2 separate regions of the Mus musculus genome follow, and region 2 is linked to region 1. The links are chromatin contacts, called in public promoter capture Hi-C maps. All regions are on one chromosome and are shown on one strand. The core of a region is the stretch at or near the end of the contact, and the rest is flanking DNA. Distances in the headings are between cores, read along the strand shown. Region 1 has its middle 50 kb from the start of Eif2s2. Region 2 holds the start of Ahcy (S-adenosylhomocysteine hydrolase).

Region 1 (7,109 bases), core at 1,315-3,814:
CTCCTGTGCCCTGAGCAGCAGATGGTTTCTGAGGACATTCTTCGCTTTTGAGTTGGTAGAACCTAAGAGTCGGTTGGTACAGTTCAAAAGGATTTATCCAATAGTCACGTGGATGTTCGATCACACACAGAGATGGGCAATGTACGGATGAAGTGTTTGGCTCTGGACTCAGAACATTCCAACCCCTCCAATGTCACTGAAGTTCCAATCAGTCGATCAGAACGTTCAAGGTAAACGTGACCTCTTCCCAGGAACTTAAAGTTCACAGTTCCGTTGTCATCTAAGCATCACATTTTGCCCACATGGAGACTAAACATTATCTCATGTCTCAACGTTGCTAGGACTGTTCGTTCGCAGGATCTGATAAAGATGAAGCTGGGTGGGTAGGAAATCAGTCTTTAGGAACAAAAGCATTGCCTAGTCTTCGGTGTGAGCATGGGGTCATGGGTCTTTCCCCATGAATGCTGCCTGTTACACGGAGCCGATGATGCAGATGGGAACAGAGAGGTCGCTGGAGCCCTGGCATGCTGTACCCTCTCCAACTTGCCTAAAGACAACCTCTACTTCTGTATCAGTAACGATGGGAACTCCCAAGTTCTAACATAAGTGCTGGTATGTAAAGTCCCCAGGCAGAGATGTTCAATGGGTAAGAGTGCTTTCAATACTTGAAATGTATTCTACACAGTAGAAAGGCAGGTTAAGGAGGCTGTCAGAATGAGACACGGGGCTTGTCAATTTATTAGAGAAAAAGGCATTGTTGGGGTGCATCTGACCAGGAAGATGTAGGGAGCCTGACGTTTCAGAGAACAGTCAGCTTCATTCTTCAGCCCTTATTGTTTGAACCTTCTACTAGTCTGGACCTGAGGAGAATCTGACTGGCCTAGGAGTCCAGTAGGAATCTAAGGGCAGGGAGTCTGTGGGTAGAAGGCCTGCACCTTCCTAAGTACAGGCATGCCAGGATCTTCACTCCAAAGAGCTTGTCCCCTGGCTGGCCCTCCTTCCTCATAGTTTTCAGGCCCTGTGATCTTTACTGTAAAGCGAACCATCTGGCTTCGATATGGGCTCCTGACTTACTTAAAGCTTTTCATGTCTCCAGCACCAGGAAGCTCTCTAGCCCCTTTATGTAAGCACTTGGGCATCTAAGATGACTCTCTCGCCATCTGGGCATAAGAGCCCACTGGACAACAATGTAGAATAGAGAATAATAAGAATCCATGTGGGGGGGCTGGTGAGATGGCTCAGTGGGTTAGAGCACCCGACTGCTCTTCCGAAGGTCCAGAGTTCAAATCCCAGCAACCACATGGTGGCTCACAACCATCCGTAACAAGATCTGACTCCCTCTTCTGGAGTGTCTGAAGACAGCTACAGTGTACTTACATATAATAAATAAATAAATCTTTAAAAAAAAAAAAAAAAAAAAAAAAAAAAAAAGAATCCATGTGGGAAGATAAGTCTGGGATTCACAGAGGTGGAGCCCAGGCTCAGTCGCCTGTGAGTGTCAAAACAGGGGACTAGGTCCCCCAACCCATGCTACAGTTGGATGTCCATCTGAATCTTTGGCTCTTTCCTAAAGAGAGCAGAACCCAGAACTTCTTGAAGAAATCAAGGAAGGAGGTCTTATCTTAATAAGAGACCACACAAAGGAAGATTCAACCCCATAAGTTGGCACTCCAGTCACCAAGATCAGATGAAGGGATCAGGTATGTGTCAGATGATCAACAAGATTCACTGAGAGGAAATTGGATGGAGTGGTGAGGAGGTGAAGGCTAGGGGGAACTGGTCACTTCCCAGAAGGGATCAAAGCCACTAAGGGCTCTCTGAAGGGATGCCAGCAAGCTAAGGAAAATGTGCAAGCCCTCTCCTTATGTAGCTGCATGCTTCACAACTTTTCCATCACTTGTTCCTGTTCAGGACCAGTGTGGCTGCTCACCCTCTGCATGAAAGGCTTTCTTAGCACATACCCCCATGGCTGGACTCTTCCCTCTGAGATTCTATTGTTCTTTGTACCACGTGACCCCCTTTCCTTCCTAGAATCCCTAGTCATTGAAATCCCCTTTGTTTACCTATCTTGGTCTCCTGTTCCCCCTGCAGTCTAAGTGCTAGGAAAGTGTCCTTTGCTGCTGCCTACCCAGTGCCTACAACATCACCCACAGAGCAGCAGGTTGATAAAAGTCACAAATGAGCAGGCAGCCAGGCCTAGGAAAGTTGGCCCTAGACAGCCAGATGAAATCGTAATGGGATGCAGATGGCCAGGAGGACTATAAATGATAAGAGAGGAAATTGGGAGCAGTTACCTAAATCTCCTGGGAAGTGGAAATAGAAAGTGAAAATAAAAGAATAACCACATTTTGCCTGATGTCTTCCAGCTTTGATCATATCCAGCAGGGTTGAACACCGGGCTCCTATGTGCTCAGTGTTAGGCTGAGCTACCGCTAACGAGATAGCCTTAAGATAATGAGGCAAAGCAACCTCAGCACGGCCTCTTGGCTGAGTGTTTAAAGCCCACACTGAGTTCACCATCTAACAGGAAAACACAGCTAAAGCCCGGCTACGTGAAAATGGGGAAGGAACCACAAGGTTGTGTATGAACTCCAAGGGGAAGGAAAGAGTCGGGGGAAACTATGGGAGAGACTGGGGGAGGAGGTGGGGTGAGTCCAGGCTGGCCTTGAACTTCTGATCTTTCTTCCTCTGTCTCCCAGTTGCTAGAGCTACAGGTACGTACCACTGTGCTCGGCTCTAGGACGTTTCATTTAGGACATAAAGATAGATAAAGAATTCATCAGGCAGAGAGACAGAAAATGTATTTCAGATGAGGTGACCATGTGAGAAAAGGGTATGGAAGCTTAGAGTACTCCCTATGCTCAGAGGACAGCAAGCAACCATCCCAGAAACAGGGCACGGGATCAATCAACAGATTTTTAAAAAAAATCACCCCAGGGTGTTAGAGCTGGAAGCTGATTTTGACTGAGGGAAAAGGGACTCTTGAGGTTAGCGAAGAGAGAGCTTCCTGAGCGGGGCTTGAGATGGTGATAAAGAGAGGTGAGTCCTTGTGAGGCCAAGTCTGACTGCAGCCCTTTCACTGATGCCTAGGGCCACATTGTTTTGAATGGGGCGCCTGTGTGCTCAGAGGGGCGGGCACAGACACTGCTGATTCCCAGCCTCCGCCCCAGGCATTCATCAGGCAAAGACGCCAACCTAGAGTAGAGGCCTGATATAACCACTGGGAGCAACGCACCAAGGACAGCAGGCACCGGTTGAGCAATCGATGTCTTTTCCTAAATAGCTAAAAGCTCCTAAAAGCGGGGAGGGGGTATTTCTTCCATCCATCGTTCATGGAGAGCCAGGAGCTAAGAAAGAACTAAGAAAATGGGACGTCTCCACAACCTGCACTTGTTAACAGTATTTAAGACCAGCCTGTGCTCTTTAAATCAGATGTTTGTTGGCTCAAAGATGCCTCCAGTCTTATTTAACTCTGCCTCGTGGAAATTGGAACCTGGACATTTCCGGGATGTACACAAGTGGGTGTGTTATGTGAATGAGTGTCACCCCAGGCCCCAGATCCCCGTTCCTCCCTAACCAATTCAGTGGGAACCTGAAATAAGGATGAACTCAGACGAGGACCTGAAGAGAAAGGAAAGGAAACTACTGGGCAGAACCAACTCTGAAATGGGCCTCAAACTCGGCGGCTGCAAAACCTATCCGCGAGACTGCACTGCCCCCAGGCGGCCACAGCGCTCTGCTCCGGAGACTTCCTGATGGATCTCATCACAGACTCAGTAGAGGGAAGACAAGAGGAAAGACCTTGTATATTTGTTTCTGGGCTCAAGCTGTTACCTGTTATCAGTTATTTTCCTCCATCTCCTCCCCGCTTTCCTTATTCCTTCTTTTTCCCCTTCCTTCCCCAGGAGTCAGCGTTCCTCCGGTTGTCCGGCTTGGTGGCAAACACCCGCACCCATCATACACCTCATTACTACTCAATGGTTTTCCTATTCATTTTCTCCATTTGTCTCTTTCTTTTCTTTTCTTCTTTTCCTTCTCCTCCTCCTCCTTCTTTTTACAAAGTGTTAACACAGAGATGCACTTTAAATCTGAGCACCCCTATGATGGGGTGAAACAACATAATGGGAACAATTCTATCCATTTTCTTAAGTGTGTGTGTATGTGATGCATATGAATGTATGCAGGTGTGTCTGCACATACATGTGGATGTGTACAGAAGCCAGAGGTAAATTTGAGATATTTTCTTCTATCATTACCCATATTATTTTTTGAGGCCTGGTCTCTCATTGAACCTGGCATTGCCACTTCAACCGGCAAGCTCTTAGGGTCTGCCTGTCTCCTCCAACCCTGCTCTGCTGTGGCTACAGATGTTCACAGCTGCTGTACTTGACTTACTACGTGGGTCCTGGACATCCAAGCTCAGGTCCTCATGCTTCTCCAGCGGGCAACCCTCTGAGCCAAGGAGAGAGGGGATAGGTTCCTGGGTAAGAGCAGAGCTGCAGTGTGTCTATGGTCTATGGGTTAGAAAGGTTGTTGGGGGAACAGCAGAGCTGACAGGAGCCCTTCAGGGGGCTCAGCTCCTGCTCTGCCTGACTTTACAAGTCCTGAAGACAGCAGTTCAAAAGCCCCCACCGAGGAAGGGCTGGGAAGAAAGTTATCAGTTTCAGACTCCAAAATAATCTAGCACGAATAGCTGCCCTTCCTGAGTCCTGGGGGCTGATGGGAGGCATCAGGTCCCCTGGTCCTGGGAGAACATCTGAGGGACAGCATGGCACATGGCAGGAAAGAAAGATAAATGCTGCAAGGTGACGCCCATTCTCGTAGTAGAGTTCTCACTTTCTCTAGCTTCCTAGTCTCACGTCAGTCACCTATGATACCGCAATTTCTCTGTGTTTTATAATATTCTGCTTATCCCCAGGCTTTCTTGGATCCCTCATATTTTTCATTTGTGGATTCCCTAGGGTTTGCCCCATACTCAGAGAAACAGATAGATGGCTATGTAACCAGGTTAAAGTTACCAGAGGGAGAAGGTGTTGCAGGAAAATCTTGCACCTGCCCCTTACTGATTGAAAGAGCAAGTGTAAGTTATTGTGGGTTTTTTTTTTTTTTTAAACACACACAAAAACCAACTTCCTACGCCGGGCAGCGGTGGTGTACGCCTTTAATCCCAGCATTTAGGAGGCAGAGGCAGGCGGATTTCTGAGTTCAAGGCCAGCCTGGTCTACAAAGTGAGTTCAAGGACAGCCAGGGCTATCCAGAGAAAACTGGCCTTGAAAAACAAAAACAAAAACAATCCAAAACAGACAAACAAAACACCTTCCCTAGGGGCAGGGAGACGGCTCAGTTAGTAAGGCGCATGCCAAGCACAGAGGGTCTGGGCGTGACCCTCAGTGCCCTTGTGAAACAGGCTGGGTCTGTTATCCCAGAGTCAAGGAGGCAGAAACAGGAAGGTGCCTGGGATTCTCCGGCCAGTCAGTCCAGCCGATTCGCAAGCTCTAAGTTCAGTGAGGGACTCTAGATACAAACAAGGAACAACAACAACAACCAAAAAGGTGATGCATGATTAAAAAAGACACCCAGTATGGACCTCCAACCTACACAGACATACATACTTGTGCAACTGTGTGGGCACACAAACACGTATGTAGAAAACCCAAACCAAAGCCCCCTGCCCTGGTTCATTTTCTCACCTAAAAAATGTCTCATAGGTTGTTGTACTAGAGGACACTTCTAGTTCTCAATAAGTCAGGCTTTATCATTATAGTAGGTTTATCCTCTATGATAACTCCCCTTACTTATCTTTAAAAAAAACAATTCCACCATTAAAAGAATCTCATTAGGTTCAAGATTTAAAAAGCCCTGTTCATTGTAATCTCTTTAGGGAGAGGTTTGTTCCACATCCCTTATTACTGCCATGATCCTGAATCAGTTCAGGTCGAACAGGGAAGGAATTGGTGACAAGGACTCACTCTGTGTGGGTGGGAGCTGGGGGAAGGAAATGTTTACCAAACTCTGGCAGGAGGATTTCAATCACATCTCTGTCATCATCGTCGTCTATTTGATCTGTTCAGAGGACAACTTTAGGGAGTTGGTTCTCATCTACCACTGTGTTGAGGTAGCTAGCCTGCTTCATACTCCAGGCTAGCTCACCCAAGAATTTCTGGTTAGGGGCTGGCAAGATGGCTCAGTGGGTAAGTGTACTGACTGCTCTTCCGAAGGTCCTGAGTTCAAATCCCAGCAACCACATGGTGGCTCATAACCATCTGTAATGAGATCTGATGCCCTCTTCTGGTGTCTGAAGACAGCTACAGTGTACTTAATAAATAAATATTTGGACCTGAGAGAGTGGGGCTGACCAGAGCAAATAGGGTTGGCCGGAGCAATCAGAGGTCCTAAAAATTCAATTCCCAACAACCACATGAAGGCTCACAACCATCTGTACAGCTGCAGTGTACTCATATACATAAAATAAAATAAATAAACCTTAAAAAGAAAGAAAAAAAGAACAGAACTTCGGGTTGATTTTTTTGTCTCATCTCCTGTCTCACAGTAGAAGTGCTGGGATGGCAGATGTGCCCACCACATCTGGCCTTTTATTTTTACATCTGTGTGTGTGTGTGCGTGTGTAGGTGGTTATGTATGTGCTCTCAAGCTATGGAACACTGTGGAGGTCAGAGTACTTCTCCTTCCACCATGTGTGTTCTGGAGAGAGAGCTCAGGGTATCAGCAAGTGCCTTTCCTTGTTTAGCCATCTTGCTGACCATCCCCCACATCCAGCTATCTGTGTGGATTCTGGGAGGTCAAAATCAGGTTGTCAGGGTTGCATGACACGCACTTTTACCTGCTGAGCTGTGTCCTCGGCCCACATTGTTGTTGTTGTTTTCGAGACAGGGTTTCTCTGTATAGCCCTGGCCGTCCTGGAACTCACTTTGTAGACCAGGCTGGCCTCGAACTCAGAAATCCGCCTGCCTCTGCCTCTCCAGTGCTGGGATTAAAGACGTGAGCCACCATGCCTGGCTGTTGTTGTTGTTATTAATATTGTTATTATTATTAATTTATTATTGTGTTTGCTGTGCTAAGGATTGAACTTAGGGTCTCATTCTTGATGG
Region 2 (6,676 bases), core at 2,864-5,363, 130 kb after region 1:
AATTTCTAGTGTTCCTTATCATTCCCCCTTCACGATCTCCACTGTCCATCTGAGGCTCTCTAAGACTGAGACCTGGCTAGGCAAAGCTCCCACTTAAAGCTAGGGTGAGTGGCTTCATGCCCGTAACCCCAGCACTAGGGAAGCTGAGTTACAAAGCCTGCCATGATTTTGAGGTCATTCTAAGCTTCACAGAGACCTAGTCTCAAAAACAACCAACCACAAAACCCCACAAAGTTCCCACCTAGTTAGAGCCAGCCCTCCACTGTACCTAAGCCACTGAACCAGGTAGGAGACCGACAGCCACAGGAAGACACCTTGCTTACTACGAATGGGGACCCTGAGGTAAACTGGTGCATCCCAGCAATCCTACATTTTCCCAGTAGGTTTGCTTCCCTTCTCCTCTCCCTAAACATCTTTCCCCATCCATGTTCCCTTGATAACATGACGTCACAAATCACTAAGGGTTCAGAATCATTCACTTCCCATTCACAAACTCCATCTGTGGCTAACTAGACATTCTTGTCTGTTGCAAAAGATGAGCTGTCCCTGGTTCCCCACCATGTCTCACCCCTTCAGATCTTACCATTGCATTGATCACCTAGGTACCCAGGAGCAGGGGCCCCACTAAGGACTCCCTCACTTCTGAAATGTTTTCCTTCCTTGGCATCCGATTCTCTCTTGTGCTTTCCCTCCTACCTTCCTGGCTGCTCCTCATCTGGCAAACTCTAGGAACCCTCAGGGATCCATAGTAGCTCTTATCCAATGCTCGGCATTTAGCCAAATGGCTGTGAATACCTTCCCTGTGCAGATGACGCCCACGTATTTACCGCCAGTGCAAACTTCTCCCAGGAATTTGAGACTCACAATCCAACGGCTGACTCAGCACCTCTAGACTTATGTCCAATTATTACCATCAAGTACGAGCCCTCCAGACTCCTTGGCCTAACACCCTCAATCTTCCCATTTTAGGAAATGAAACCACCATTCAACCAACCACTCCGACCAAAACCTTGTAAAATTTCTCGTTCCCATTTTTTGCCTCTGTCCCATTTTTCTTTTTGCTGGGTTCTTTTATTTTTGAGACAGGGCCTATCATATAGCTTCGGTTGTCCTGAAACTCACTATGTAGACCAAGCTAGCTGCAAACTCAAAAGATAACTGCCTCCCACTGCCTCCTGAGGACTGAGGTTAAAGTTGTGGGTCATCATACCCCCACCTCCATCAGCAAGGTTTTGACTGAGCATCTCACGCTCGTCTAAAGCACTAGTTCTCAACTGGGCCAACAAAGCAGCTTCATGGTCCCCTTTGTTCTCACATAGCAAGTTCTTGGTTATAGTCCAGTGGGAAACTTTTTAAAAGTTTAAAATCCTAACCCTTACCTGGGCTTCAGGCCCCACTCCTGTCTACCAACTGTTTCTATCTCCACTTTATTCTCCTCACTATCTGCTCAGACACACGGATCTCTCCCCCATCGCAGGAATTTAACACAGCCAGTTAACCTGGAAGGTTCATGCCAAGTACCAGGTCCAGTATATGCTCCAACACATCTGAAAATTGAGGGGCTTAACAGATGGCTTAATGGTGAAGAGGACTGGCTGTTCCAGGGTTTAATTCCTAGCAGCTCATGGAGACTCACGACCGTCTACAACTCCAGTTCCAGAGACCCAACACTTTCTTCTGGCCCCTGTCCACATCACATGCACGTGGTGCATAGACCTACACGCAGGCAAAACACCCAGACACATATAACAAAATGAGAAGGAAAAAAAAAAAACCTAAAAATCGGTGGACTGACTCAAACAGGGGTTTTAAAATAAATCAGGACTTTACTGTCAGTGAGGTAGGTCACCTACAGAGGTTCAAAGGTGGTGTTATTTGATGACCAGATTTCTCTTTAGAAAAGATTCTACTGGCCAACTGTAGCAACATGTGCCTATAAACAGTGCTGTGGAGGCTAAAGGAAGATGGAATTCAAGACCAGCTGAGGCTCAAAAAGCAGGAAAACAAAATGGGAGCAAGGAGATCACAGACCTGTGAGGAGAGATGAGACTGGGGACTGGTAGCCATGGAGAGAAAAGTGGCAGATCTCCTCACATAAAACTAACACTATACCATACGGGCCTATCTGTCTCAGCCGTGTGCCTGGGTCTCAATACCTCCAGTGACCAGCAGGCCCTGGCACAGAGGAGTCAGAAAATGTCTACCGGCCATACCAGCTGCAAAAAAAATAAATAAGCAAAAATTCATGAAGAGATGGTACAGGACAAGGAAAAAGAAAAAGAAATAATGAATGAAATAGAGGGGAAAAAGGAAGGAGGGGGCTGGAAAGATGGCTTGGTGGTTAAGAGCTCTCTGGCTGCTCTTCTAGAGGGCCTGAGTTCAAGCCCCTGCACCCACATGGTAACTGACTACTGCCCATAACGCCAGACGGAACTGTGGAACCCTTTCTAAACCCACTTCTTCAAAATAAGGAGAATCAACTTGAACCTGAGCCCAAGGATCATAGGAAATGCCAAACGAGTAAGGTCTAGCATACAGCATACCCTACTTGATGGGCAAATCATGCCTCCACCCTTACACAGGCAAGAACCCAGCCTTATCTTCATCCATACAATCTGTGGTCCCCCCCTCCCAATCTTCATCCATACAATCTGTGGTCCCCCCCCCTCCCAATCCCTCCCTACACAGTATGTCGAGCCTCCATTCTAGCTCTTCCGCCAAGACAACACTGACTTAAACCTCTCTGGGCTTCAGTCTTAGCATCTACCCAGTGGAGACAATAAACTGCCCTGCTGGCTGATTAACTATCTTAATAAGAATTTGCAAAGCCACTTCCCTAGGTTCCTGTGTAATGGGATAGCATTCATCTCCCTTTGAGGACCCTTTCCAATTTAATAGAGTATTGAAATTATTTTAAAAGCTAACCAGCCTGAATTGCTTTGTTTTTCTGTTTGTTTGGTTTGTAGTTTTGTTTTGATAGGGTCTCCCCATCTTGTCCAGGTTGGTCTGGAATTCACTGTATGCCCAGGCTGACCTCTGAAATGAGCTGATCGATTCCTTGGCCTCAGTAGTGATAGCAGGGCTGGGATTACAAGCTTGTGTCACTAGGCACAGTTTGAATTGGATTGTGTTGAAATTCCATTAGGGTTGTTTCAAGTGTATTGCCTTGTATACAGACAGCAGTGGAAGAGATGAGCTTAGAGGTCATGATGTCCTGAGTCCAAATTCTAACCAGCTGCTTTCCAGTTACAAGATTCTGGGAAAATGCCCTTTATACCTCTGGATATTCATTGTAAACATAAAACCGTTCCTTCCATGGAGAGCTACAATAATAAGACGGGTTAGTCTAGAATAATGCTATAAGGCAGTGCCCATCCCACTGTAAACGCTCAAGTTAAGGTGTGTTTACTCAGACAGCTTTCTATAATCGGGACAAAACGAACAGTAATTTCTAACCACTCCAAATTTTCTAGACATCCACTAGATATCCCAGAGATTGAGCAGATGGGACCCTAAGTTCCCGTTGCACCGAGACTAGCCGTTTCCAGGCCTCTCCTCATTAGCACCTAGAACACTGATGCTCTCTCCGGCCCTGCTCAAGGCCCAGAAGACGGTGGGCCCTTGCTAGGGGCCACCCAAGCCGCCAAACGCCAGGGCCAGGGTCTGGGCCTCTAGGGCCGCTTCCCAATGGCCAGTCTCTCCGACAGGAGCACGCTGCCCGACCAAAGATCACAGCCCGCGCTGCCGCTCTGGGCGCCTACCGCGGGGCACGCCGGGACTTGTAGTCCGCGGCCGTTTCCCACTCCTGGCTCTCGGCGGCGTGTGGACTCCAATCCCCGGGCACCTGCGCGGCCAGGCCAGCGATTCTAGGGGTCCCGGGGCGCCCCGAAGCCGCCACCTAAACAAGACGCAGGTCGGTACTGACAACAAACCCAGGACGGGAGCCGAGTCGCCACGGAGGACTGAACCCTTGGGACTCACCGACTTTGTAGGGCAGTTTATCAGACATGCTGGCGGCGCTTCCGCTAGGACTGATGAACTCAGTGAAGGGGGCCGGGCGGCGCGGGGCAGGGATCTACGCCTGGCGCCGGCGTCTTTAAATATCTTCTTATTTGAATATTCATGAACCTGCTGGGGGCTGAAACTTAGGGGCGGAGCCTAGCTCGAGGCGTTGAGCGGAGCGGGAGCAAGGCTGATCTCTGCCTCAAAAATCATAAATTTTGTGCACTGTGGCCTTTGGACCCCTGGCACTCGACTAGGAGGGAGCGTGGAGAGAGGCGGTTCTTCTCCCATCCGTCCAGCCAGTGAATCAGAGGTCAAAACAAGGCAGAATTCTTAGACTCTAGCCAATTTACTAACCTGAGCCTTAACTGCTTCAATTGTAAAACTCTTGCAAGATCAAAGTAAAGAGCTGGGCCTAGTGGTATGTGCCTGTGAATCCCCACTCTGGAGACAGTGTCTGAAATCTCCCGCTCTGGAGCCAGAGCCAGGAGATTTGTCACAAATTCGAGGCCAGTCTGCTCTATCGCTAATTAGTTCCAGGCCAACCGAGGCTACAGAGTGAGGCCCTATCTCAAAAACAAAGAAAGAAAAATCACCGGTTGCAATTGTGTCACTCTCTCCTCCCTCTGTTTGCCTTTCCTTGCTCGCCCCCACCCCCTCCTCAACACCTTCTCATTCGGTAGTCTTTCTTGGTGATTCACAGGCTGCTCACATGGAAATGACTGCGGAGCTATCCGCAGGAGCATAGATAACTCACCAATGACTATACACCTGAAGAGTATGACTTCTCTCTCAGCGGCTCTCAGCGGCTAGCTTTCAGGAAGGAAACCAGGCCCCATGTTGTGTGCATATACCATCTCTGGGGAGTTCAGTTGGCCCCTTTGTAAAAAGTTGGCCTCCGTTGGACTTATCTGTCTCCTCATGGAGTAACAAGGAGGGTCACAAGACCTTCTCCTGGGTGTCCAGCTGCACCCTACCTCCTGTTATATGCAATTCTGCCTAAACTGAACATGACCTCAGGGAAGGACTAGAGTATGTAGTCAGGGAAGTAGGTTCCAGCTACCCGTCTACTGGCGAGGCCCTCATCCCTGCTGGTTGAGGTGTGGTCTCCAGCTGTGGTCTTTGGGGAAAAGCATCATTCATACCCCTATCTGGTAAGTACCCCCTGACCTGTGTATGCGTTGTCAGGAAGCTCACTGACCTCACCGGTTCCCCCAGAAGGATCTTCCGCAGAATCATACCTCAGTTTATTTGGGAGGAGGTGTAGATTTTGCTTCTGTCTCCTAGGAGGGAATTTTAGCAATGTCCCGGGACACCTCCCCCATCCATGACTGAATGTTGCTGGGGATCCAGTGTTGTGCAGGTCCTGGGCAAATAGCTGCAGTTGTGAGTTCTGATTGCAACGGCCATGCCGTGTGGGTCCACAACCCTCCTCCCCTCCATCCAGTTCTTACGTTCTTTCTGCTCCTCCTCCTATGGTGTTCCCCTGAGCTTTGAAAGGGCGTGATATGATCTGAGACAGTCACACTCAGCACCTCGACCAGCCATGGTCATTTGCATTACCTGTCATTTGCTACAAAAGGAGATTTTTCTGACCAAAACTGAGGACTGTGCCACTCTGTGACTATAAACAAATATTTAGGAGACAACATTTAACTCAACAGTAGTAGGCTCCTCCTGAAGACCTACCGTTTCCCCAGCTATGCATCTTTGACTAGACTCACAGTAACAAGTATAAACTCCCTCCTCTCTCTATCTTTTGTCTGTCTATCTGTCTGTTTGTTTCAGCCTATAGACCAGGATGTAACTCTCAGCTACTGCCCCAGCACTGTGAGTGCATCATACTCTGGAAATATCCCCACCATGCCCCACCACGATGATAATAGACTAATCCTATGAAACTGTAAGCAAGCCCACAATCAAATTCTTTCTTTTAAGAAACAGAGGAGTAAATTCAGTGGGAGGTGGAAAGAGACTGGGAGGGAAGGAGGGAGGGAAATTGTGGTTGGAAGGAAGGAAGGAAGGAAGGAAGGAAGGAAGGAAATGATGTATTTATTTTTAAAAAATCTTAATTTTACAAGAGTTGCTTTGGTTATAGTACCTCTTCATAGCAACAGAACAGTAACTAAGAAGTGTCTAATTCTGGTGGACAACCAATAACAGTGGCAACAACCTGTGTTATTTTAGGAGCCTCTGGAGCCTGCCTGGACAATAATTCATAGGAAAGTATCACATAACAGGCTGTCCTGGTCAGGTTTTTGTTTTTTTTTTTTTTTTTTTGGTTGGTTGGTTGGTTTTGGTCTTGTCAGTTTGACACAGGGTAGAATCGTCTTGGAAAGAGGGACCTGAAGTGAGTCAATGCCTCCTCCATTCATATTGCCTATAGGCAGGCCTGTGGAGGCATTTTCTTTCTTAATGATTGACATGGGAGGACCAAGCCATCTTGAGTGGTGCCACCCTGAGTACTTATTCTGAGGAGTGTAAGAGAGCAGGCTGAGCAAGCCTGTAAGCAGCAGCTACCCATGGCTTCTGCTTCAGCTCCTGCTTCCAGGTCCCGGCCCTGACTTCCCCTCAGGGATGCATATCTGGAAGTGTAAGCTGAAGCAAACTCTTCCTTGCTCAGGTTGCTTTTGGACTTGGTGTTTATCACCGCAACAGAAAGCAAACTAGGGGG

The links. Promoter capture Hi-C pulls out the DNA fragments that hold promoters and counts their contacts.
Region 2: a promoter capture Hi-C map of the HPC-7 cell line shows a contact between it and region 1, with 4 times the contacts expected there. The contact joins the promoter of Ahcy here to the enhancer-like site in region 1. A contact is called at or near these places in 7 of 39 promoter capture datasets (the C10 cell line, the HPC-7 cell line, HPC-7-derived erythroid cells and 4 more), 2 of 15 datasets of contacts at CTCF or cohesin (the NIH/3T3 cell line and pro-B cells), 12 of 484 Hi-C or Micro-C datasets (the Ba/F3 cell line, the C2C12 cell line, the MNK3 cell line and 9 more), 8 of 115 datasets of contacts at active chromatin or transcription factors (DN3 thymocytes, the NIH/3T3 cell line, T-cell acute lymphoblastic leukemia and 3 more) and 2 of 9 other capture datasets (adipose tissue and pancreatic islet).

What each region holds. Positions count from the first base shown.
Region 1 is chr2:154,939,582-154,946,690 of GRCm38.p6, forward strand. No RefSeq gene overlaps it. Among named protein-coding and RNA genes, the nearest start is that of Eif2s2, 50 kb to the left of the region's middle. Within about 2 kb of position 2,565, at least 29 of the 459 cell types and tissues checked have an H3K27ac peak or open chromatin away from gene starts, as enhancers often do. A contact at or near this core is called in the Ba/F3 cell line, the HPC-7 cell line, adipose tissue and 1 more, where this site is marked.
Region 2 is chr2:155,070,384-155,077,059 of GRCm38.p6, forward strand. Ahcy (S-adenosylhomocysteine hydrolase) reads right to left here and starts at 4,114. Exons shown (of 10, transcript NM_016661.3): 1 at 3,982-4,114. The coding sequence starts at 4,009. Gm39966 (a long non-coding RNA gene) reads right to left here and starts at 3,791. Exons shown (of 2, transcript XR_866885.2): 1 at 3,567-3,791; 2 at 661-3,323. It overlaps Gm45609 (a long non-coding RNA gene), which reads left to right and starts at 4,129. Exons shown (of 3, transcript XR_001783519.2): 1 at 4,129-6,676.